7 separate regions of the Mus musculus genome follow, and all the other regions are linked to region 5. A link is a contact called in public Hi-C and promoter capture Hi-C data. All regions are on one chromosome and are shown on one strand. The core of a region is the stretch at or near the end of the contact, and the rest is flanking DNA. Distances in the headings are between cores, read along the strand shown. Region 1 holds the start of Kif3a (kinesin family member 3A). Region 2 holds the start of Grm6 (glutamate receptor, metabotropic 6). Region 3 holds the start of Pdlim4 (PDZ and LIM domain 4). Region 4 holds the start of Slc22a21 (solute carrier family 22 (organic cation transporter), member 21). Region 5 holds the start of 9530068E07Rik (RIKEN cDNA 9530068E07 gene). Region 6 holds the start of Rad50 (RAD50 double strand break repair protein). Region 7 holds the start of Slc22a5 (solute carrier family 22 (organic cation transporter), member 5).

Region 1 (2,700 bases), core at 3-2,502, 1.2 Mb before region 5:
ATTACTCACTTCATTTATTAAGGCTGTCTTTTCTCTGTTAAATGTATATGGTTTTCACCTCTTCTCCAAAGTCAAAACTTTGGTAATGAGGCTGGAGAGATGGGCCAGTGGTTAAGAGCACTTACAGAGGACCTTACAGAGGACCTGGGCTGAGTTTCCAGCACCCACATGGCAGCTTACTACTGCTTTTAACTTCAGTTCCAAATAATTCCATGCACTCTTCTTCCTTCCCCTGGCACGTGGTGCACATACATACATACATGCAAACACTCATACACATAAAATAAAAATTGAATTAAAAACACCTAGCACAACCTTACCGCCTGCATAGTTAACATATATACGGCTAGTGCGCAATCTTTGTTGAATATTCATTATTCAATAAAGCAATAAATATAAACAAACACTGAGCATTTTGTGCTAAATGTCAAGCCCTGTCCTTCAAGTGTCCTGTGCATTAATTTATTTTGCCTTGATAAAAACCCCAAGAAGGAAAGTTTAAATGTGTAGGAACTAAGGGCCCAGACGCTGTAAATAACCATCGAAGGCCCCATAACCAATATATAATCTACCATGGCTCAAGTCTTCTCCAATGGGACTTACAACCACCCCCTTATTATGGCACGATAACAATCCGTGAAATCCTAGGAGGTAACCAAATCGCCACCGCATACTCGCACAAAGACACCTACAGGTTACATTCTGCACCATAAGCTAAGGTGCCCGCTCGGAATGACAGCTTATACCCAGGGAAGTAGGGGGCCAGAGCGTAGACTCTGGGGTTCCGAGCATCCGCAAGACCATGGTGGCCACGCGCAGCCACCAAGCCTCCACTGTCCGCGCGGTGCTTTTCTGTCTGGCAGAGCAGGCCTGGCGAGATGCAACGCGTTCCGGGGCAACTGGGCGGGTCCCGAGCGGCCCCCGATGCGTCCGGACCCCAGCCCCGCCGCCCCACCGCCCTTCTCCTCCAAGGCCTCCCGGCCTGGCCACCCTGCCCCGCCCGCCGCGCGCTTCTATGGCAACGGCCGCGCCCCCGAGCAGGGCCGACACGATGAGCCGAAGCCCCCGTGGCCGACTGTCCATCCTCACCGGCATGGTGGCCGCGTCCGGTGCTCCGCCAACGTCCCCACTCCGGATGCAGCCCAACAACACCGGGTTTGGGGGCGAGGCTGGCCACAGGCGACCGCAACACCTTAGCGCTCCAGAGACTGCGGCTCACACAGCTACAGAGGGCAGTGCGCAGGCGCACTCTGAGCTCGCCCCGCCCAATCTCGGGTGTCCTGGGCTCTTGAAGTACGCATGCGCAAGGCCTTTCCGCGTCCATCTCCATGGACGCTAGACTGGGGCAACGCCTGCGGGGTGCTGCCATCGCTCTGCTCTGTAAAGCTGGTTCATGTTGAGGCCACCAGGACATCTGACCCGCTCAGACTGCCAGGAGCTTCCGGCGCTGGCAGTGTCCCAAATATTGAAAACAACAGTGGACAATAGCGTACCAGATTCTGATGACTCCTTATTTTATGAGGAATATCAGGGGTTGGGTTCTGTTTATCTCTACTATCTGTCTGCACCAAAAGTTTGAATGAACAGGACCCTGATCCAGCCATATGAGGAGAGAGCGGAGACCAAGGAGACCAACAGGCCAGGAAGGTAAAGGGGGAAAAAAAGTGAAAATGACCAGCAGAGTCAAAATGGATGGATTATATAGGGAAGGACCCCAGAAGGGCAGCTCAGCACCTGGGCCGGAAGGTTCACGGGGTGGACTATGCCAGCCAACCCTGTAACAGGTAGGGACTGAGGGATGCTGGGAGCATCCAGGTCTGCTTTAATATGTGAAAAAGGCACCTCAACCATTTGTTGGGAGTTTGAGACCTAACTCAAAGGAGAAGCTCCGTCTAAATAGCCATTTGCCCAACAGAACTGCTTAGGGTTTCTCAGTTATGGGAGAGTTTGTTTTGTTTTTGGTTTGTCTTGGGGGGGGGGGTTTCTCACTGGATAGACCAGGATGACCTTGAGCTCACAGAGATCTTTTGACTCACGAGTGCTGGCATTAAAGGCATCTTCATCACACCCGGAAGTTATAGGAGAGTTTAAGTTGCAAGTAATTATAAAGTGTGTTCTGTGTTAACATTCAAAATGTTCATCTTGGGTCTGAAGAACTGGCTCAGCAGTTAAGAATGCATACTGATCTTGCAAAGGGCTGGAGTTAGGGTCCCAGCACTCAGGTCAGGCATTCACAACTGCAGCTCTAGGGGAATCCCATGCCCTCTTTTGGTCTCTGTGGGAACTGTACTCACATGCATATATCCACTCATAGAGACACACATATACTTAATTGTAAAAAAGTCTTCTTTTGCTGGGCAGTGGTGGCGCACCCCTTTAATCCCAGCACTTGGGAGGCAGAGGCAGGCGGATTTCTGAGTTTAAGGGCAGCCTGGTTGACAGAGTGAGTTCCAGGACAGCCATGGTTACACAGAGAAGCCCTGTCTCAAAAAAAAAGAAAAAAAAAGTCTTCTTTCAAAACTTCCTCTTCAATACATCACAGTTAGTCTTGACTATTAGAAACATGTTTTGTATTACTTCTCAAAGATGCTGAGTAGGAGAAGGTAAAATACCCATTTCTTATGGTCATGTAGACCACCATTGCACAGCTGTTGCTAATAAATGACAACCCCCTATCCTTTCATTACAGTTTTATACTTA
Region 2 (3,072 bases), core at 5-2,504, 1.5 Mb after region 5:
ACCTACAGGTGCTCACGAGAGGAAGCACCTTGCAAGATTGAACAAGGTGTCAGCAGAACCTGAATGGGTGGACAAGTGGGTCTAGGTTCAATCTGCCCTTAGCCAACCTTGTCAGGACACAGACTTCTGGAGAAAGGGGTACCCTTCACACAAAGATGCCAGACCAACCAAGCTGGGAAAATTGATCTGCCTCTGTGGACAAAACCTTTTTAATCTGGATGATTGGGAGAGATTGAAACAGATTCTTCCAGAAGTTAGTAAAGGTATCGACCACCTGGGAGGGACGACGGGTGACAGACGCCCGCCCTCACCGCAAACAGGCGCAAGACATTGGCGACCATGATGGACACGGAGCTAGCTGAGGCGCCCACCACCGCCACGACGCGTTCAGGAGGCGCGGCGCGCAGCGGGGGGACGCCCCCAGGGCAGCGCACGCTGGCCTCTTCGCCGTCTCCGCGGCCTCGGATGAGCGCCTGCACGAAGCTCAGCGCCTGCTCCAGAGCGTAGGTGTCCCGCGAGCAGGTGTCGAGCAGCCGCGCGCCTAGTCGCACACCGGGCAGGAGCTCCGGGTCGGCGTTGATGCGGTCCAGCGCGTAGAGCATCGCCTCCAGCCGGTGCACTCCCTGCTCCTTCTTCAGCGTCCCGCACGCACGCCCTGCGGCGCCCCGGGCGTGCACCGGGAAGAGGCCGCCCAGCGTCAGGCCGCCTGCCAGGCGCACCGAGCCCGCACCGTGAGCTATGCCCGCCTGCGACAGCCACCAGGCTAGCCACAGCAGCAGCACTCGGAGCCGCCCCATCTGCTCCTGGACTGCGGGAAAGGAAGTTACCGGGACGCCTTGAGAGCCGGCGGACGAAGCTGCCACCCCGTGCTCAGCTGCCACTTCGGGATTCTGGCCGGACACCGAGAGCGCAGGAAAAGTTGGTGACTCGCGCACCAGCAACTCAGCAGCCTCTCCCAGGCCTCCAGAGGATTGCTCTCATTCTCCCTGAAAAGTCCCCCTGTTGATGGTCGGTCCCGCTCCTTCCCCCACAGTTCTGGGCAGCTCTTCCTCTGGACCCACCCCAGCGCACCCTAGGCTACCTCCCCAGTGGTGCTTACCTGAGCCAACCTCTGGCTAGTAGGACGAGTCTGTGACAGCTGTAAAATCAGAGCTACAGTCTAGAGGATTTAAGGATTCTGGGGAGGGATGAGGGTGAGGGCAGAGACCCCCTCCAGAGCTTGAGAGTGGAGGAAGGGCTCTCTTCTCTCTCTGCCTCTCTGACTCCCTGGGTCTGCTTCTCCCCTAGACTGCCTTTAAATTGTCTGACCCAGCAACACCAATAAGCTTGGCCACTCATCCTCAATATGCCGATTAAAGAGACAGATAAGAGTGAAAGTTGGAGATAAGAGATTTACACAATCAGTCCCGCCACCCCGAGAAGAGGAACAAAGAAGTCCAGGGACTCCCCTGGTCGGTCTTCAGAGACTTAGGTTTAAACAGAAAAGGACATGCATAGCCAAGTGGTTCTGGTTGCTGGGGTTCAGTCTCTCCTGCAAGGTGGTCTGACAGGTTGTGAAACTGTGTCATCTCTGTCTGGGAAGCAAGCTTCCTCTCTGACTGCACCAGGCTTCCGGGAGAGCACACAGGTGTTTCTAAAGCCCCTAACAAGAGCCTTGCAGCCGGTCTGACGCTGCTCTGGTCTCGGTCTCTCTGTGTTCTGCATTTCTGTATCTGCCTAGACGTTCTCCAAACGTGGCTTATTCCACTCGTAGTGTCTCCCTACCCCACCCCCTACGTTCTCAAACTTTCTTGCCTTCCTGCCGTTTTCATTCTCTGTCCTGACCACTAGAACCTTTTCTCTTTTCAGATATTGGTGTATGTATTATCTATCGTGTGCGAGCGTGCATGGTTTTGTGTGTGTGTGTGTGTGTGTGTGTGTGTGTGTGTGTGTGTGTGTGTGTGTGTGTGATATGCGGCACATGCCCTCTCACGCCAGAGTTAGTTCTCTCCCTTTTGGTTTGGGACCGGGACAAGGTGCATAGTTTGCATATCAAAGCAGACCTGACTTCAGGGATCTCCCAGCATCCCCCAGTCCCTACCTGACATACCCTGCCTCCCACCCTGAACTTTCCAGCCCAGGGGCTGGGCTGCCTTTTTCCCAGAGGTTCTTCCCTATGTGATCCAGACATTTTGGTCTCTTTCTCTCTTCCTTCTGTTCCTTCTCTTCTCTCTCTGTGTTGGAGACCGGCATTGAGCCATAAGCCAAAGCTCCCCTTCCTTCGTGAGAAACTTCGGACCTTTTGAGAGATGTTGGGGACTGACACTGAGTCATAAGCCAAAGTTCCGCTCCCTCCTGGAGGAGAGACTTCCGACCTTTTGAAATGACAGCTGACACAACATCAAGGGCAGATAATAGTATCTGCAAACTTTCTGTGAAAAAACACAGAATGTCCCCTGAGCTAAGAGTAGATAGCACCTTCCCGGGCAGTTGTGCAGAACCACCCCTGCCTGCGGGCTGAGGCACGGGCAAGTTTCTCCCTCTTTACTTCCTTCCTCCTTGCCGCTTATATTCTGTAACCTTACTCTCAATAAACAGACCTTGATGGATCTACTTGGTCTGTCTCTTATTTCCCGCCCGTTTCTCTTTCAGGCAAGGTCTCCCTCAGACCCCCTGAATAACTGGGTCCTGCGGGTCGGGACATCTGTGCCCCCTTTCTCGCTTTCTATTCTCCCTCACCTCCCCTCTTCCCCCCATGGCAACTGCCCTGCCCTCAATCCTCCGGGTCTGTGAACTCACCTAAGAGCAGCTTCCCAATAAACCTGCCTTTAACATATCCCAACTTGGCTCATTTCACTAGCGGCAGAGAAATAACCTATCACCTTTCACCATGTTGGTCCTGAGGACTGAACACAGGTTGTGAGTCTTGGCAGCAGGCACTTTTACCAGCTGAGCCATCTTATCAGAGTTTAGTAGTTCTTTTTAATGCAGCTGCATAAAAGCCACCCCAACTTTCTCTGAAGCAAACCCGTAAGTGGCAGATGATAGGAGCTGAGCCAGCCAGGGTGTGCCAGCACAGTGAATCTGAAGGAC
Region 3 (3,098 bases), core at 225-2,724, 1.7 Mb before region 5:
TGTCGGTCCTTCCCATATGCCTGTCAATGTGGGACCCCTGTTTGCATGAAGCCGAGCACAAACCTCTGCCACACAGTATTGCGAGCCCAACATCTGTGTGTCCCTCTCACTCTCCACACACTCAAGCATGCATCCGTGTCACACACTCAATCCATGTCACTCCTCTCCCACCTGAGGGGATAGCAGCACCCTCCCTACCAGGAGGACATCCCGGCCTGGGACCTCCTACTTGGTACCTCTCAAGCGGCCTGGGATCTCCTACTTGGTACCTCTCAAGTTGTCCTACTCTTTGTCACCAGGAAGACATCAGGACAGACACCCCTACATTGTAGCTCTCTGACAGTTCTTCTCTTTTCCAGATGTAGGAGATTCAGTGGTCCCTCTCATCTCTTACCCTGTGAGCATCAGCATCACACACACACAGTCCGAGTCACTCACGTGTCACATGTCACAACAGGGTAAGAGAGAACACAGGGTTGCCAAGAATATTGACTAACTAGGATCTTGCCTCCTCTGGGTATGGAGAAGCAATTGATGGCTGATGTGGTCAGACTGAGGTACCCAGAGAGTAGTCTGGCCAAACCATTGTACCTCCAGAAGCTGTTAAAGGACATCCGGGCACACAGTGGTTGGAAGTGAAGACTTGGGGAAGAGAGGAGCCCTGGAGAGTGGGGTGGGGGCGAGCTCCAAATACTTCTGCTCCTCCACTGGGAGACAGGCACTGCTCCAGCCTGCTCTCCTTTCCAGAAAGCTAAGAGATACAACACCCCTGGCAGACAAGATGACCTGAAGGGAGATGGAAACAAGACAAGGCCCAAGAAGCCGAGGGTGGGGGGTGGGGTACCTGGAAAAAAAAAACATGCGCCTTGCTTCTAGATGCCAGAAAAAGGTCAACTCCTCTAGGAGATCAGCTTTGCCTTTGCAAACTAGTTTGGGCACCTTTCTATTTCTACTGCACCCACGCCCCCCGTAGCCCACCAAATAGATCCATGGCCTGCTGCTGTCTTGGGTCTGTGTCCCTAGTCCAGGGCTTCTCAAGCCCAAGGTTCTAAGTGTGCCGGTGTTCAGAGGGTTCCATGCGCTGAAAGGTGGGGAGGCAGGTTGGCCCGCCAGAACGTGGAAGTGGTTTGGGAACAAGGCACGGCCCCATCCCCCATCAGAGCCACCGCAGTCCTGCATCCCTCCCCGGGCTAGAGCACCGGCCCGTAAAAGCGACTTCAAAGGGCCGGTGCCTAGTGTCTGAGTTTCCACAGCCTGCTCGGCTCCTCAGCCAGGCAGAACTCAGACATCCAAGCGGACCCTATTCTGGGGGCTTCAATAAGCGGGTGGGGGGTGCGGGGTTTAGCCTGGGAAAGTGAGGGGCGGGTCCTCGGAGCCCCCAAAGTGGGAGGGTCGGGAGTCCGCGGGACCAATCGGTGTGCGCGCGGGGCGCGGGCACGAACGGAGGGGGGATCGGGGGCGGGCAGCCCGGGGGCGGGGCGCGGCGGCCAGGCGGCGGCAACAGCGGCGGCGACTCCTCCGTGTCCGGCTCCAGCTCTGGCTGCAGCTCCGGCCCGCGATGACCCACTCGGTGACCCTGCGCGGCCCTTCACCCTGGGGCTTCCGCCTGGTGGGCGGCCGGGACTTCAGTGCTCCCCTCACCATCTCGCGGGTGAGTCCGACCCCCGCGGGGCAGCGGGGTAGTCCCGGGGCTTAGACCTTGTCCTTGTAGTAGACCCAGGACCCAGATCCTCGACGTGTCGAAAGCTTGAAAGCAGAGTGTTGGTCTTGGTGACCCACATAATGTGAAGGGGGGTTCCAGCAGGGCAACACAGTCCCACCCCGCTTCCCGCACAGCCTGCCTGCCCCGTTTGGTGGTGAGAATCCCCAAGAGTTCATACACCAACTTCCCGCTGCTAAGTTTCTTTAGGGGAAGTTGCTGTGGGCCAGGGAAGAACCCTCAGACATGGGCCAGGAGTCTGGACAGCTCTACAGAGGCCCAGAAACTCCTCAGATCCAACCCTGCCTGAAGTTTTGGGGCAAAGTAACTGAAAACCCACTTCCCCTGTTAAAGGTCCGGGTGGCCTTAGGAGGGTCTTGCTGTCCTCGGAAGTCCACCCACTTCCCCACTCTGAACTTCAGTTTCTCCTCTCTGGCCTCAGTCACTCTGGGGGAAGTGACCAAGAGGGACTGTTAGCTTCCAGGCAAGGGGGAGACAATGAGGCATGGTTCCCCCTCCTTACAAACCAACACAAAGCCATGGACCAGGACAGCCTCAGCCCAGTTCCCCACGGGTCCCAGGATCATACCCTGCTCCTAGATCTAAGGCAGAGGCAAAGAGGAGGGGGCACAGCCCTGGAGAGGGAGTTGGTCTGAAGATAGAGCAGGGAGGAGCTCCGGCCTGAGGCAGGGATTCCCCAGCCTTGGAGCCAAAAGAGAAGAGAACCCAGGCTCTGCCCTTAGTGGCTCTGGGTCCAGAAGGAGGGGACAGATGTGGACATCCCTTCACCCCACAGAGGCTGCTTGAGTCTTTGGGGAAGTGTGTCGGGGGACTGGAGAACCACTTTGCTGCTTCTTCTGGCCCTGAAGGCTGGGCTAAGCTTTCGAGATTTCTTTTTCAGTTCTTGGGAAGAGGTAGTCACTGGGTGGGTGTGGAATTGTGGAATCCTCTATATGGGGGCCTGGGTGACAGGCAGGACCAGCTGTCCTAGGAGGCTTCCAACATCTGTCTTTACCACTAGGTCCCTGGGGCCAAGTGAGGTATGCCTTCAGCACATCCCTGTGACTTTCATCTCCTTGTTCTCCCTAGAGATCCCCGCTGGGGGTGGGAAGTGGGGGGGGGGGGGCAGAGCATCTATGTCTGCCTGGTGGGTCTGTGTATCTACAAAGAAAGAACGGTGAGGGTGTTAGGCCAGCCGGCAGGCCAGGCACCCTGGGTGTGAGGCCGCTGACAGGCTCAGTGGCCGTGGCTGACTGCTGGAGGCGGCTGAGAGCTAAGACATCTGTTGCCCACGCGGCTGCCTGTCCAACAGGGAAAGGCCTTCAGTCGTCAGCAGAGGCTGCCCAGGCCTTGTTTGGCACTGATGGGGACTTGGTGGGAGGAGATGCAGGCCCCTGAT
Region 4 (2,749 bases), core at 213-2,712, 1.6 Mb before region 5:
CTGTGACAATTATTGTTGTCAACTTGACAGGGTCTAGAATCACCTAAGAGAGAAACCTCTAGGTGTCTGTGAGGAAGCTTCTAGATCTCATTAGTTGGAGTGAGAAGAGTGACCCTCAGAGAGGCAGCATCTGTTCCATGGCCTTTGGTCCAGGACTAAGTAAGAGGAGAGAAAGCAAGCTGAGCACCAGCATTTCTCTCTCCTGGCTTCCTGACTGAGGCGACTGTGACAAGCTGACTCCTGCCACCCGGCCTTCCCAGAGTGACCGACTCTACCCTCTAAGCACAAGCCCAAACCTCTTCTCCCTTAAATTGCTTTTGTCTCTGTAACCAGAAAAGTTACGAATACAACAGCTACCAAGACAATTTTAATGATAATGTGCATCTGCTGTACACACCTGTTGTCCCTGCTACTAGAGAGGATGAGGCAGGTGGTCATTTGTGACCAAAGTTGCAGGTAAAGCCAGGGAAATACAGTAGGCCCCATCTAAATAAGTAAATAAATAAATAAATAAAATTATAAATGTAACTTCTCATTTCATTTGACAATATTACTTTAGAATTACACAATTGCTATTTTTATACCTTATCTTTTTAATTTTAGGAAATACTATTTGCACAAAACAATGGATTTCATTGTAAGGCTCTGTGTTTGTTTTAAGACGGGTTTCACTGTGTAGTCCTGACTGGCCTGGAACTATGTAGATCACCAGTCAGCTCCTGAATTAACTGTAAAAAATAACTAATTTGAGGGTATAATCCTAGACTAAGATCCTTAATCTTGAAGTTAAATTTTTATATTTGCTTAAGTCGATTTGATGAATAACTGAATGATTTCTTAATCTTTAAAAACATAAAGCACAGAACAGAGCCTAGAAATTGAAATTCATTGCCCACAGCCTCATGACCACAGCCTCAAAATTTGTCTCAATCTCTTAATGATTATTATAATATGACATTATGTGAGTGGGCGTTTTGATTGCATGTATGTCTGTGCACTATATGTGACAGGGGACCAGAAAAGGGGATTAGTTCCCCCGGAACTGGAGTTACCAGAAGGTTGTAAGCCTCCAATGCGTGCTGGGAATTGAACTCAGGTCCATTGAAGGAGAAGACTTTTGGTGGGATACAATCCCTTTCTGACCCATAACAAAAAGTTGAGAGGGTGTTTCATACCGAAATCCTACGCCTTTCTCCAAGTCAACACCCAGCTTGGTCACAACTTCCCCCAAAGGAGCCCTGGGGACCAGCTCGGGGTTGTGGCTTGAGAAGACCCATCCCTCCCTCTAGCAGCAGCTTCGGGGCGGGGACTACAGCGGCCCCGCCCCCAGCCCGACTCGCTCGGGGGGTGTGGCTTGAGAAGACCCGTCCCTCCCTCTAGCAGCAGCTTCGGGGCGGGGACTACAGCGGCCCCGCCCCCAGCCCGACTCGCTTGCTCTCGACTGGGAAGGACTTTACCTCAGGGCGTTCCTCAGCGAACAGCTCAGAGTAGTAGGCAAGGGACTCCTAGGCTCCCTCACACCCGCGCAGTTCTGAAGCCAGGCTCCATCCCGCTTCCGCACTGTCCAGCCAGCTCGGAGACCGGGACCAGACCCGCCTCACGTACAGGCGCGTCCAGTGCCCACTACGGATCACTCAGACTCCTGCCGCGCCCACCCCACGGTTCGCCTCAGGACTGCACGGCCGGCCTTGCAGTCTAGGCCAGACTCCGCGCGGAGTCCATCATGGCCTCACGTCCTCGGTGTCTCTGGCGCTGGCGGGGTCTGAGGCGGCGGGAGGAACTCACGAGCTTCTCCGTGTGGAAAACGTCTCCCGACGCTTTCTCGAACTCCTCTTCGACGAGTGACTGGTGCTCCGCGTGCACGGACAAACCGTGCGCCGCCCACTGCGCCCGAGTATCCTCGGATTCCCGGCGGGACGCCGTGGGCTGCCGACTCTATGCTTGACTACGACGAGGTGACCGCCTTCCTGGGCGAGTGGGGGACCTTCCAGCGCCTCATCTTCTTCCTGCTCAGCGCCAGCATCATCCCCAATGGCTTTACTGGGTTGTCAGCCGTGTTCCTGACGGCGATCCCGGAGCACCGTTGCCGGATACCAGACACCGTGAACCTGAGCAGCGCGTGGCGCAACCACAGTATCCCGATGGAGACGAAGGACGGACCAGAGGTGCCTCAGAAATGCCGCCGCTACCGACTGGCCACCATCGCCAACTTCTCTGAGCTAGGGCTGGAGCCGGGACGGGACGTGGACCTGGAGCAGCTGGAGCAGGAGAACTGCCTGGATGGCTGGGAGTACGACAAGGACATCTTCCTGTCCACCATCGTGACAGAGGTAGGTGACAGCCCCCCTGTCAGGGTCTGGTGACATCGCAGGCAATGGTTGTTCCTTAGTTTAACCACAAGCTCCCTGGTGATGAGCATCCTTTAAGAACATTTTATGAGATGACTTCTAGCCATAGTACGCCCCTCAGAGGACAAATGTCTGGCAGACCATCCGTCCATAGGGTCCCATTGAAGATAGAGTCCAGAAGGTTCTGCCCCTAGGAGATGCCCTGAGACCCTGAGTGGTGGGACTTTCTCGAGGTAGTGATGTGATTCAGAGGGGCCGGATTCAGACTTGCTCCAGAGAAGAGACCACAGGTTTTAGCCTCTGTTCAGAAAGGAAAGACTCTTTGCAGAACTTTTTAAAGTTAAAGAAACGTGTGTTCCAAACTCTCTACCCTTTCTGGAGTTATTCTTTCTTCCCTCACC
Region 5 (2,922 bases), core at 21-2,520:
AGAGCCTTGGAAAACCTAGTCTTTCCTCCCACAGACTCCAAAACCCTCCAGTTAGGGCAGTCAGCTGCCTGCTTTCAGTGCTGCTGAGGAAGGAAACTATGTATGCAACCCAGCACTGTAATAAAGGGACGGGTGATTGGCTGGAGAGTCTCCCTGGGCAAAGAAGGAAGTCAGCCCCAGTTCACATTAAGTTTTCATCTGAAAAAAAAAATCAATAAAGACTTGGGGAGAAAATGATTGCACGCTGGACAGAAAGAAAAATATGACTACTCAACAATGCTCAGTTTCTCCTGCTAAATCTCTGCCTCGGTTTACAGATTTCACTTTCAAGAACGGCTTTAATATCCTGATTTATGCTATAGCATCTGCAAGAAAAGAAAGTTTTTCTCAAATGAGGCGAGAGGGCGTTCGGTAAAACCTCAGCTCAAGGAAGGGCATCTGCCGCAGACACGCTCTCTCCCTTTGTTTCTAAACTCTACTCCTCCTCCAAGGCCCTCAGCCGGTCAGCGTCCCCGGACTCTGCCTCTACACCAAAAGCCCCAGAACTTCTCAGACCTCAGAGATGGAATCCACAAACAGCTCCTCCCCTCTTCCACTCTGGAACAGTCAATCAATTCAGTCCCAACACTGGGTCGCTGTCCCTATCTTTATCTCTGACCTCACCATTTCGAAGGGGAAAACAAAACAAAAACTTGCCTAGCCTTGCTTGTCCCTCTAACCTCAAGCATCTCTCTTAACATCACTCTCCCCAACTCCGACTATCTCTTCGGCCTGTTTCCTATCCAGTCTGCGAGATCTCTGTACTCCCCATTTTGGGGACCTCCCCCCTCCACACCGAGCGCCCTTCCTCCAGGGAGTGTATTCTCAGAGACTCCGTCCACGACACGGGGACTTCCCGTCCCCGCCCACCTACTCGGGTCTCTGAATCTCACAACCCCACTTCTCAGGCCTGGGGAGACCGCACTGGGAGCGCTTCCCAACTCGGGCCCAGCCCTGGGCGCGGGAACTCGGCCGGTGGGAACCACCGTGAGTCGGCGGCGCTCCGTCCCCGTCGGGCCCGACCCGGTCCCTCGCCGTCTCCCTGCGTTCATTACCAGAGCACAGGACGGGCACGAGCAGCAACGCCAGCACCAGAGATCGCGCCAGAGCCCCGAGGCCCCGGGCGCCCGGCCCGGGAGACAGCTTCTCTCGTGCAGCCCCGCACATTCTGCCCAGGGCGGAGGCGGCCATAACGGACTCGGCCCCCGAGCCTGCGCTGTTGCTAGGTTCTGCGAGGTGACGTCAGATACGCGTCCGAAGCGCACTCCCGAAGCAGCTACGTCCCGGCGTGATGACGTTGCATCTCTGAACCCGAAAGGTTAGCGTGGGAGTGTAGAAAAGGGTGCTTAAAAAAAAAAAAAAAAAAAAAGGCGAATGGGACGGATTTATTTTCAACTGGTGGTTTTTTGTTTTGCTCTGTGGTTTATCGTTGTCATCTTTGAGATGTATTTCAGGGGTCATCGCTTAAGAGCACTGGCTGATTCCCCCAGAGCTCCTGGGTTCGATTCCAAGCACCCCTGTATGTGAGGACTCACACCCATCTGTCCCAGGGTATACGGTGCCCTCTTTAGGCATCCTCAAACACTAGACGTATAACTGATGCAGAAACTCATAAGTAAAACAACTACACACAAGTTTAATACACTTAAGAAAGATTATATATATATATATGGAGCTGGAGAGAATGTTCAGCTGTTGAGAGCATTTGCTACTCTTGCAAAGGACTGGGTTTGGTTCCCAGCACTCAGATTAAACAGCTCACAGCCACCTCTAACTCCAGTTCCAGGGGATCTGACTATAAGACCTCTTTTGATCTCCACAGGCATTAGGCATATGGGGTACACAAACATATATGCAAGCAATCATTTCTGAATTAAAACTAGCCAGGTGTGATAGTGCATATCTTTAGTTTCAGCACTCAGGACGCAGAAGCAGGTAAATCTAAGTGAATTCGAGTCCAGCCTGGTCTACAAAGCGATTATAGAACAGCCAGGGCTACACAGAGAAACCCTGTCTCAAAAAATAATAATGATAAAATAAGCATTAAAGAAACAATAAAGAAAGAGTAAAATTGTGTGTAAGTTCAAATGCCCTCCAGTGCCAGAAGAGGGCGTCTACTCCCCTGGAGCTGGAGGTTGCTGTGATTATGAGCCACCCCATGTGGCTCCTGGGAACCACACCCTGGTCCTCTACAAGCACAATTGCTCTAAACTGTTGAATAATTTCTCCAGCACCCTTTTGGTTTTGGTTTTGAAACAAGATCTCAAGTGGCCCAGGCTGGCCTCAAAATTCCTTTTTTTTTTAATTTTATTTTTTAATTAGGTATTTTCTTCATTTACATTTCAAATGCTATCCCAAAAGTCCCCCATATCCCCCCCCACTCCCCTACCCACCCACTCCCACTTCTTGGCCCTGGCGTTCCCCTGTACTGAGGCATATAAAGTTTGCAAGACCAAGGGGCCTCTCTTCCCAATGATGGCCGAGCCGACTAGGCCATCTTATGCTACATATGCAGCTAGAGACACAAGCTCCGGGGGTACTGGTTAGTTCATATTGTTGTTCTACCTATAGGGTTGCAGACCCCTTTAGCTCCTTGGGTACTTTCTCTAGCTCTTCCTTTGGGGGCCCTGTGTTCCATCCAATAGCTGACTGTGAGCATCCACTTCTGTGTTTGCCAGGCACCGGCATTCAAAATCCCTTTCTACCCAGTGGATAACCTTGAACTCCTTCACCTTCACCTCCCACTTGCTGGGTTATATTTTTGTATACTGAGAGGTTTGTTTTACAAAATGTAAAAAGTGATAGACGTATGTCTTTGGAACATTTGAACCTATTCTCAATGCCAGTGTCTCCTTCTGACTTTCTAGCCAATTTCCTTGCTTT
Region 6 (2,864 bases), core at 127-2,626, 1.3 Mb before region 5:
TCTACTGATGCTGTCCTTGTTCAGGTCTTGTTTAGGCAGCCATATTGCTATGGTATCATGTGTGAAATTTTCTGTCATTTCTAGGAGACACAATCTCACAGGTTTCCTGGACCTCTGGTTCTTACAATCTCTTCACCCCCTCTTCTGACATGTTCTGTGAGCCTAGGTCCAAGAGTTGTGCTGTTGATCTATGAATCAGGGCTGGGCACGCCAGGCCAGCCTTTTATTTTTGTATGAGACAGGGTCTCACTCTTAGTCCACACTTAACAGTGAAAGGCATCCTCCTGCCTCAGTCACTCACCTGAGTGCAGGAATTACAGGTTTGAGCCTCCATAGCCAGCCCCTTTCTACCTAATTCCTACCTTGTGACCTTGTTGACAGGAGCGGACTTTCTTCCTACTTATAAGAACCCTGTCTTGGAACAGCATCTGGTTTTGGGTCCACAAACTTTTGGTCTTAAACTCCTTTTGCACTTTTAAATACTGCTGAGGGTGGAGGCATTGTATATGTTACTAATAGTTCAGTGGCAAAACTTTAAAAAAAGCCTACACACACATATATACTTTGTGTATTGCCTGCATGTATTACAGCATGTCTATGCCTGGAACTCAGGGAGGTCAGAAGAGGGTGTTAGATCCCCTGGAACTGGAATTACAGATGGTTGGGGCCACCATGTGGGTGCTGGGAATTGAACCCCGACAATCTGCAAGAGCAAGTGCTCTTAACCACTGAGCCACCTCTCCAGCTCACAAAACCATTAGCTCTGCAAGGATCTCAACACAAGCCTATGTAAGCATTAACTAGCAACATTTACAGCTTAGTAGAAATGAAAACTGATTTATTCTAAAGGAAAAATATATACAAGAGTGCAGTCTATTGTAATGGCAGCACCACAGTCACGTGATCAAGAGAAACTACTCGCCACTATAAAGTGAAAAACCAAAAAAAAAAAAAAAAATAATAATAATAATAAAAAGTGACAGTGAAAAACGCTGTTAAACAGTACTGTCCGTACAGTAGATGTCATTAACAAACCACTAACTGGGGTCTCCGACTGCACCCCAGCCTACCCATGCGGTCCAGGGATCCAAATGTGGACGTAAAGTATGGTCTTCGCTACTTAAGATGGGCTAGGAGGCTCTGTAATAGCGACGCTTGGAAGACTGAGGCAGGAGAATCGCAAGTTCGAGCCTACAGAGCTAGACCCGATCTCAAAACGTCAAAGCAAACAGTGATAGGTGGCAGCTGCCTCCCTGCCCAACTTCTAAAAGACAACAGCTACTCGTCCTGCTCGTGTTGCTTAGGACTCCCACTTCCCGGCATGCCCCGGGCGTGCGAGAGGCGTGGACAAGTACGCGCCCGCCCCCACGTGACCCCAGGTCGTGCGAGGCGGGAATGTGCGAGCTTACGGTTGCTGGCTCGCTTGGCTTTTCTGGGCTGTGCAGACCCTAACCGGCCCGCGCCCTCCCGGGAAACCGAAGCCCGCGGGGCCGGAAGTGCTCTCGCCACCGGAGCTCCTGCTCGCAGCGCGTGTTCGGAACTTTTGGGTCCTCTCGCGGCGTTCCTTCCCGGCTTGCCCAGCTTCCGCCTTGAGGTTAAAACTCGCCCCTGGCACTGAGTAAAGGAACGTGGTGCAAACATGTCCCGGATCGAAAAGATGAGCATTCTGGGCGTGCGAAGTTTTGGGATAGAGGATAAAGATAAGCAGATTATCTCTTTCTTCAGCCCCCTCACAATTTTGGTTGGACCCAATGGGGCGGGGAAGACGGTAAGTCCTGAGGCGAGGGCCCCAGAAGGTGTTTAGGGCGTCGCCCTGCGCGCTGCGTGGGCCTCGGGGACCTCAGAGCCGGTCCGGCCCAGCAACTCGGAGTGTCGGAAGCCCACGCGTGCGCTCCGCTCTGGCATCTCGTTCCCGGGGAAGGCCGGCTGCGCCCCTGCTTCCCAGCCCCGCCCCCTAGTTCCGGAAGCGTAGCAGACTCTCGCCACCTACCTGTGCCCAACTGGGACCTCCCAAAAGCCCCTCCAAAAAGCTTTTTTTTTAAATATGAGAGATAGGTAACCTAGAGTTGCAAAACATGTCTACTGGTAAAACATAACGATGGAAAAAAAAAGACTTATTGTGGACATGAAGCTGATAGAGTAGCCCTAACGCTGGAAAATTATTTTATTACTTCTGAAGATTTGGGCAATGCGTTGTGACACACTCGTTTAATCCTAGATTGGCAGAGACATGCCCATTTCTATGAGTTTGAGGCCAGTTTGATCTACACAATAAGTTGCAAGATAGCCAGAAATACCAACTTGGATGTTGAATGTCAGGAGGTGGACTTTTATGTGGAAATGTTACTTGACATTGTACCAGGTCTGTTCTTAGCCTTGATCTCCTGGAAGGAAGACATAATAAAGCGCTTATAATCACTAGCTACATGTATACATATTTTTTGCTATTATTTAATTTATTTATTTTGGACACAGCATCCCACATAGCTTAGGCTGACCTGATCTTCTTGTCCACCAAATGCTAGAATTGTAGATACACACCTCCACACCTGGCTGTGAATGAATATTTGTCATAAACTACTGTGGTTCTCATCACTAAATAACACACAACTTGCTCTTTTTTTAGACCATCATTGAATGTCTAAAGTATATTTGTACTGGAGATTTCCCTCCTGGAACCAAAGGAAATACATTTGTTCATGATCCCAAGGTAATGGTGTCTGTAAAGTTTTGTATTTTAAGAATTAAATTTTTATAATTCTAAAAGTAGTGGTTGCTTATTGTAGAGGACCTTAGAGTGGAAAGTATGCAGAGAAGATGGTCACCTGCAGTGGACGCACCCAGTGATAACCATTGTTGGCATT
Region 7 (3,137 bases), core at 465-2,964, 1.5 Mb before region 5:
CTGTGAGGAAGCTTCTAGATCTCGTTAGCTGGAGTGGGAAGAGTGACCCTCAGAGTGGCAGCATCTGTTCCATGGCCTTTGGTTCAGGACTAAGTAAGAGGAGAGAAAGCAAGCTGAGCGCCAGCATTTCTCTCTCCTGGCTTCCTGAATGAGGCGACTGTGACAAGCAGACTCCTGCCACCCAGCCTTCCGGGAGTGACTGACTCCACCCTCTGACTACTGAGCCGAACAAACCCTTTCCGCTTAAGTTGCTTTGTCTCTGTAACCAGAAAAGTTACTAACAGCTACTAAAGCAATTGTAGTTACAATGTTTGCCTGTTCCACCGCAATGCTGAGGAGCACGGTTGGTCAGTTGAGGTCAAAGCTACTGAGCAAGCCAGGGCAATATAGCAAAACTCATCTCAAAAAAATAAATATAGATAAAATTATAAGGGTAACTTCTTATTTTATTAGACAGTGTTGCTTCAGAATCATACAGTTGCTGGTCGGTTTTTTGTTTTTTGTTTTGTTTTTGGGTGTTGTTGGTTTTTAGAATATATTACTAGGACAAAATAATGGGTTTCATGGTAAAGTTTGTTGTTGTTGTTTATTTGAGAACCTGGAACTGGCTATAAAGACCAGACTTGATTAAGGTCCTTTGCCACAAACTCTGGTAAGTTTTTGTTTTGGTTTTTTAACAAGTTGGCTCCTGCATTAATTGTAAAAATTACAAATCTGAGAGATTAATCCTACACTAAGATCCTTAATCTTGAAGTCAAAATTTTACTATTTCTTAAATCAAAAGACAACAAAATAATTTAAGAACATAATAGTCTGGGAATTAAAATTCATTGCCACCTTTCTCATCACCAGTCTCAAAATCCACCCCTTTTTAATATATGTATATATTATATGTAAATATATATAACTATTATTTTATTTTATGTGTATGAGTGTTTTGCCTGCAAGTCTGTTTTGTCTAATGTGCCGAGTGCATGCCTACTGGGCCTGTGAGCTGCCCTATGCCTTTTAGGAAGCAAGCCAAGGTCCTCTGGAGGAGCAATCTGGACTCTTAAAGAGAGTCCTAGCTGAGCTATCTCCGCAGCCACAAAAGATGGCAGTCTTTCCAGGAAAAACTGCAACAAAGGCTGTCGTTGTCAATGAGACTCTCCGAGGTTCACAATATCTCTCAACCACAACAAAAATTTGAGAAGGTGGGCTGTTTACTGCTTAAATTCTAAGCCTCTTTCCATTGAACACCCAGAATGGTCTTCCCAGGATGGCCTTGGACACAAACTTTTCAAAGTCACCCTTTCCCTCAAGAGAAGGGCACCCTGGGAACCTGCTCCAGGAAGTGTCCTGAAAAGACCCAATTCCGCCCCCTAGAGCGGACCTGTTAGGGGCGTGGCTCACAGACGCCCCGCCTCAGTCTTCCAGTCTGGGCGGAACTAGAAGTGTTCACCCAACCCGGGCCCCGTAGAGACTATGGAGGCGTGGTCGAATGAAGCCACACCCCTCCCTCGCTGACAGTTCTGAAGCCCGGTTCAGCCCCGCCTTCTGTACCGCCCAGCTAGTTCTGAGTCCTAGCTCGGCTCCGCCTCAGGCGCACGCGCGGCCGATGGCCGGCGCCCACTGTGCGTCACTCAGGCCCCTGCCCCGCCCCCGCCGTGCCGCGCCGCGCCGCGCCTCAGAGCCGGGACGGCGGGGCGGGCCTTGCGGCCCAGGCCCATGCCCAGAGCCCGCCCCGCCCTCAGGCCCTATGTAAAGTTGGCGGTGGCCGAGTCGGAGGCGTCGGTGGGAACTCACGAGCCTTGCACGCAGAGGCTCTCAGCGCCCCGTCTCCCGCGCCACGGTGTCCCCTTATTCCCATACGGGCGCTGTGGGAGGCTGAGGACGGCATGCGGGACTACGACGAGGTGACCGCCTTCCTAGGCGAGTGGGGGCCCTTCCAGCGCCTCATCTTCTTCCTGCTCAGCGCCAGCATCATCCCCAATGGCTTCAATGGTATGTCCATCGTGTTCCTGGCGGGGACCCCGGAGCACCGTTGCCTTGTGCCTCACACCGTGAACCTGAGCAGCGCGTGGCGCAACCACAGTATCCCGTTGGAGACGAAGGACGGACGACAGGTGCCTCAGAAATGCCGCCGCTACCGACTGGCCACCATCGCCAACTTCTCTGAGCTAGGGCTGGAGCCGGGGCGGGACGTGGACCTGGAGCAGCTGGAGCAGGAGAGCTGCCTGGATGGCTGGGAGTACGACAAGGACGTCTTCCTGTCCACCATCGTGACAGAGGTAGGTGACAGCCCCCCTATCAGGGTCTGGTGACATCGCGGCGACGGTTGTAGCCCTTCGTCCAACGCACAGGCTGATGAGCATCCTCCAGTCAGGTGGCCCAGGAACATTTTATGAGATGACTTCTAGCCATAGTACGCCCCTCAGGGGACAAGTGTCTGGCAGACCATCCGTCCATAGGGTCCCATTGAAGATAGAGTCCAGAAGGTTCTGCCCCTTAGGAGATGCCCTGAGACCCTGAGGGGTGGGACTTTCTCGAGGTAGTGATGTGATTCAGAGGGGCCGGATTCAGACTTGCTCCAGAGAAGAGGCCACAGTTTTAGCCTCTGTTCAGAAAGGAAAGACTCTTTGCAGAACTTTTTAAAGTTAAAGAAACGTGTGTTCCAAACTCTCTACCTTTTCTGGAGTTATTCTTTCTTCCCTCACCTGTCCTCATCCCAAAATGAAGGCTTGCCATGCCCCAGGAGAAACTGTTTTCCATTTGCCCGCGATGGATTGTTACTTCTTAAGGACCCATGTGTCTGCAGATCTATCCAGGGTGACTTGTTGGTATGGAGTCTTTTCCACAGTATTCTGGGACAAGATCACTGGAGAGGTTCGGTAAGGCATGTAAGGTTACTCTGAAAAGCGATGGAAACCTAATTCCTCATCCCCTTGCACTTTATTCTTGGGTGACTTTGACATTTCTCAGTCACTCTGCTGGGGGTGTGGCAGGCCATTTAATGGTGCATGTGGATGTGTTTGGGGACTTGGGCACCAACTGTAGTTTCCTGGAGGCTCAGCAGTATTGAATATGCAGAATATGAGAAGAATCTTCTGTGATACTATTGAGCAACTGGTTCATTGAGTATCAGGGATTGGGATTGG

Evidence for each region. Promoter capture Hi-C pulls out the DNA fragments that hold promoters and counts their contacts. Hi-C and Micro-C count contacts between places; a contact is called where the count stands out from the background.
Region 1: a promoter capture Hi-C map of embryonic stem cells shows a contact between it and region 5, with 5 times the contacts expected there. The contact joins the promoter of Kif3a here to the promoter of 9530068E07Rik in region 5. A contact is called at or near these places in 1 of 39 promoter capture datasets (embryonic stem cells) and 2 of 115 datasets of contacts at active chromatin or transcription factors (astrocytes and embryonic forebrain).
Region 2: a Hi-C map of B cells shows a contact between it and region 5, with 5 read pairs. The contact joins the promoter of Grm6 here to the promoter of 9530068E07Rik in region 5. A contact is called at or near these places in 1 of 39 promoter capture datasets (liver) and 1 of 484 Hi-C or Micro-C datasets (B cells).
Region 3: a promoter capture Hi-C map of hippocampal neurons shows a contact between it and region 5, with 3 times the contacts expected there. The contact joins the promoter of Pdlim4 here to the promoter of 9530068E07Rik in region 5. A contact is called at or near these places in 3 of 39 promoter capture datasets (hippocampal neurons, liver and pre-B cells).
Region 4: a contact with region 5 is called in a promoter capture Hi-C map of hippocampal neurons, with 4 times the contacts expected there. The contact joins the promoter of Slc22a21 here to the promoter of 9530068E07Rik in region 5. A contact is called at or near these places in 2 of 39 promoter capture datasets (cranial neural crest and hippocampal neurons).
Region 6: a promoter capture Hi-C map of liver shows a contact between it and region 5, with 5 times the contacts expected there. The contact joins the promoter of Rad50 here to the promoter of 9530068E07Rik in region 5. A contact is called at or near these places in 6 of 39 promoter capture datasets (the 3T3-L1 cell line, cranial neural crest, frontonasal cranial neural crest and 3 more).
Region 7: a promoter capture Hi-C map of hippocampal neurons shows a contact between it and region 5, with 4 times the contacts expected there. The contact joins the promoter of Slc22a5 here to the promoter of 9530068E07Rik in region 5. A contact is called at or near these places in 2 of 39 promoter capture datasets (hippocampal neurons and liver) and 1 of 115 datasets of contacts at active chromatin or transcription factors (astrocytes).

What each region holds. Positions count from the first base shown.
Region 1 is chr11:53,565,921-53,568,620 of GRCm38.p6, reverse strand. It overlaps Kif3a (kinesin family member 3A), which reads right to left and starts at 1,252. Exons shown (of 18, transcript NM_008443.4): 1 at 1,090-1,252. The coding sequence starts at 1,095. A430108G06Rik (RIKEN cDNA A430108G06 gene) reads left to right here and starts at 1,308. Exons shown (of 2, transcript NR_168001.1): 1 at 1,308-1,784.
Region 2 is chr11:50,848,867-50,851,938 of GRCm38.p6, reverse strand. It overlaps Grm6 (glutamate receptor, metabotropic 6), which reads right to left and starts at 1,254. Exons shown (of 11, transcript NM_173372.2): 1 at 1,100-1,254; 2 at 312-808. The coding sequence starts at 797.
Region 3 is chr11:54,067,393-54,070,490 of GRCm38.p6, reverse strand. Pdlim4 (PDZ and LIM domain 4) reads left to right here and starts at 1,474. Exons shown (of 7, transcript NM_019417.3): 1 at 1,474-1,651. The coding sequence starts at 1,559.
Region 4 is chr11:53,979,046-53,981,794 of GRCm38.p6, reverse strand. Slc22a21 (solute carrier family 22 (organic cation transporter), member 21) reads left to right here and starts at 1,462. Exons shown (of 10, transcript NM_019723.3): 1 at 1,462-2,330. The coding sequence starts at 1,938. Gm30927 (predicted gene, 30927) reads right to left here and starts at 1,764. Exons shown (of 4, transcript NR_168634.1): 1 at 1,458-1,764; 2 at 398-486.
Region 5 is chr11:52,394,776-52,397,697 of GRCm38.p6, reverse strand. It overlaps 9530068E07Rik (RIKEN cDNA 9530068E07 gene), which reads right to left and starts at 1,270. Exons shown (of 3, transcript NM_153117.2): 1 at 1,095-1,270. The coding sequence starts at 1,230.
Region 6 is chr11:53,705,831-53,708,694 of GRCm38.p6, reverse strand. It overlaps Rad50 (RAD50 double strand break repair protein), which reads left to right and starts at 1,376. Exons shown (of 25, transcript NM_009012.2): 1 at 1,376-1,768; 2 at 2,627-2,710. The coding sequence starts at 1,640.
Region 7 is chr11:53,890,280-53,893,416 of GRCm38.p6, reverse strand. Slc22a5 (solute carrier family 22 (organic cation transporter), member 5) reads left to right here and starts at 1,714. Exons shown (of 10, transcript NM_011396.3): 1 at 1,714-2,270. The coding sequence starts at 1,878.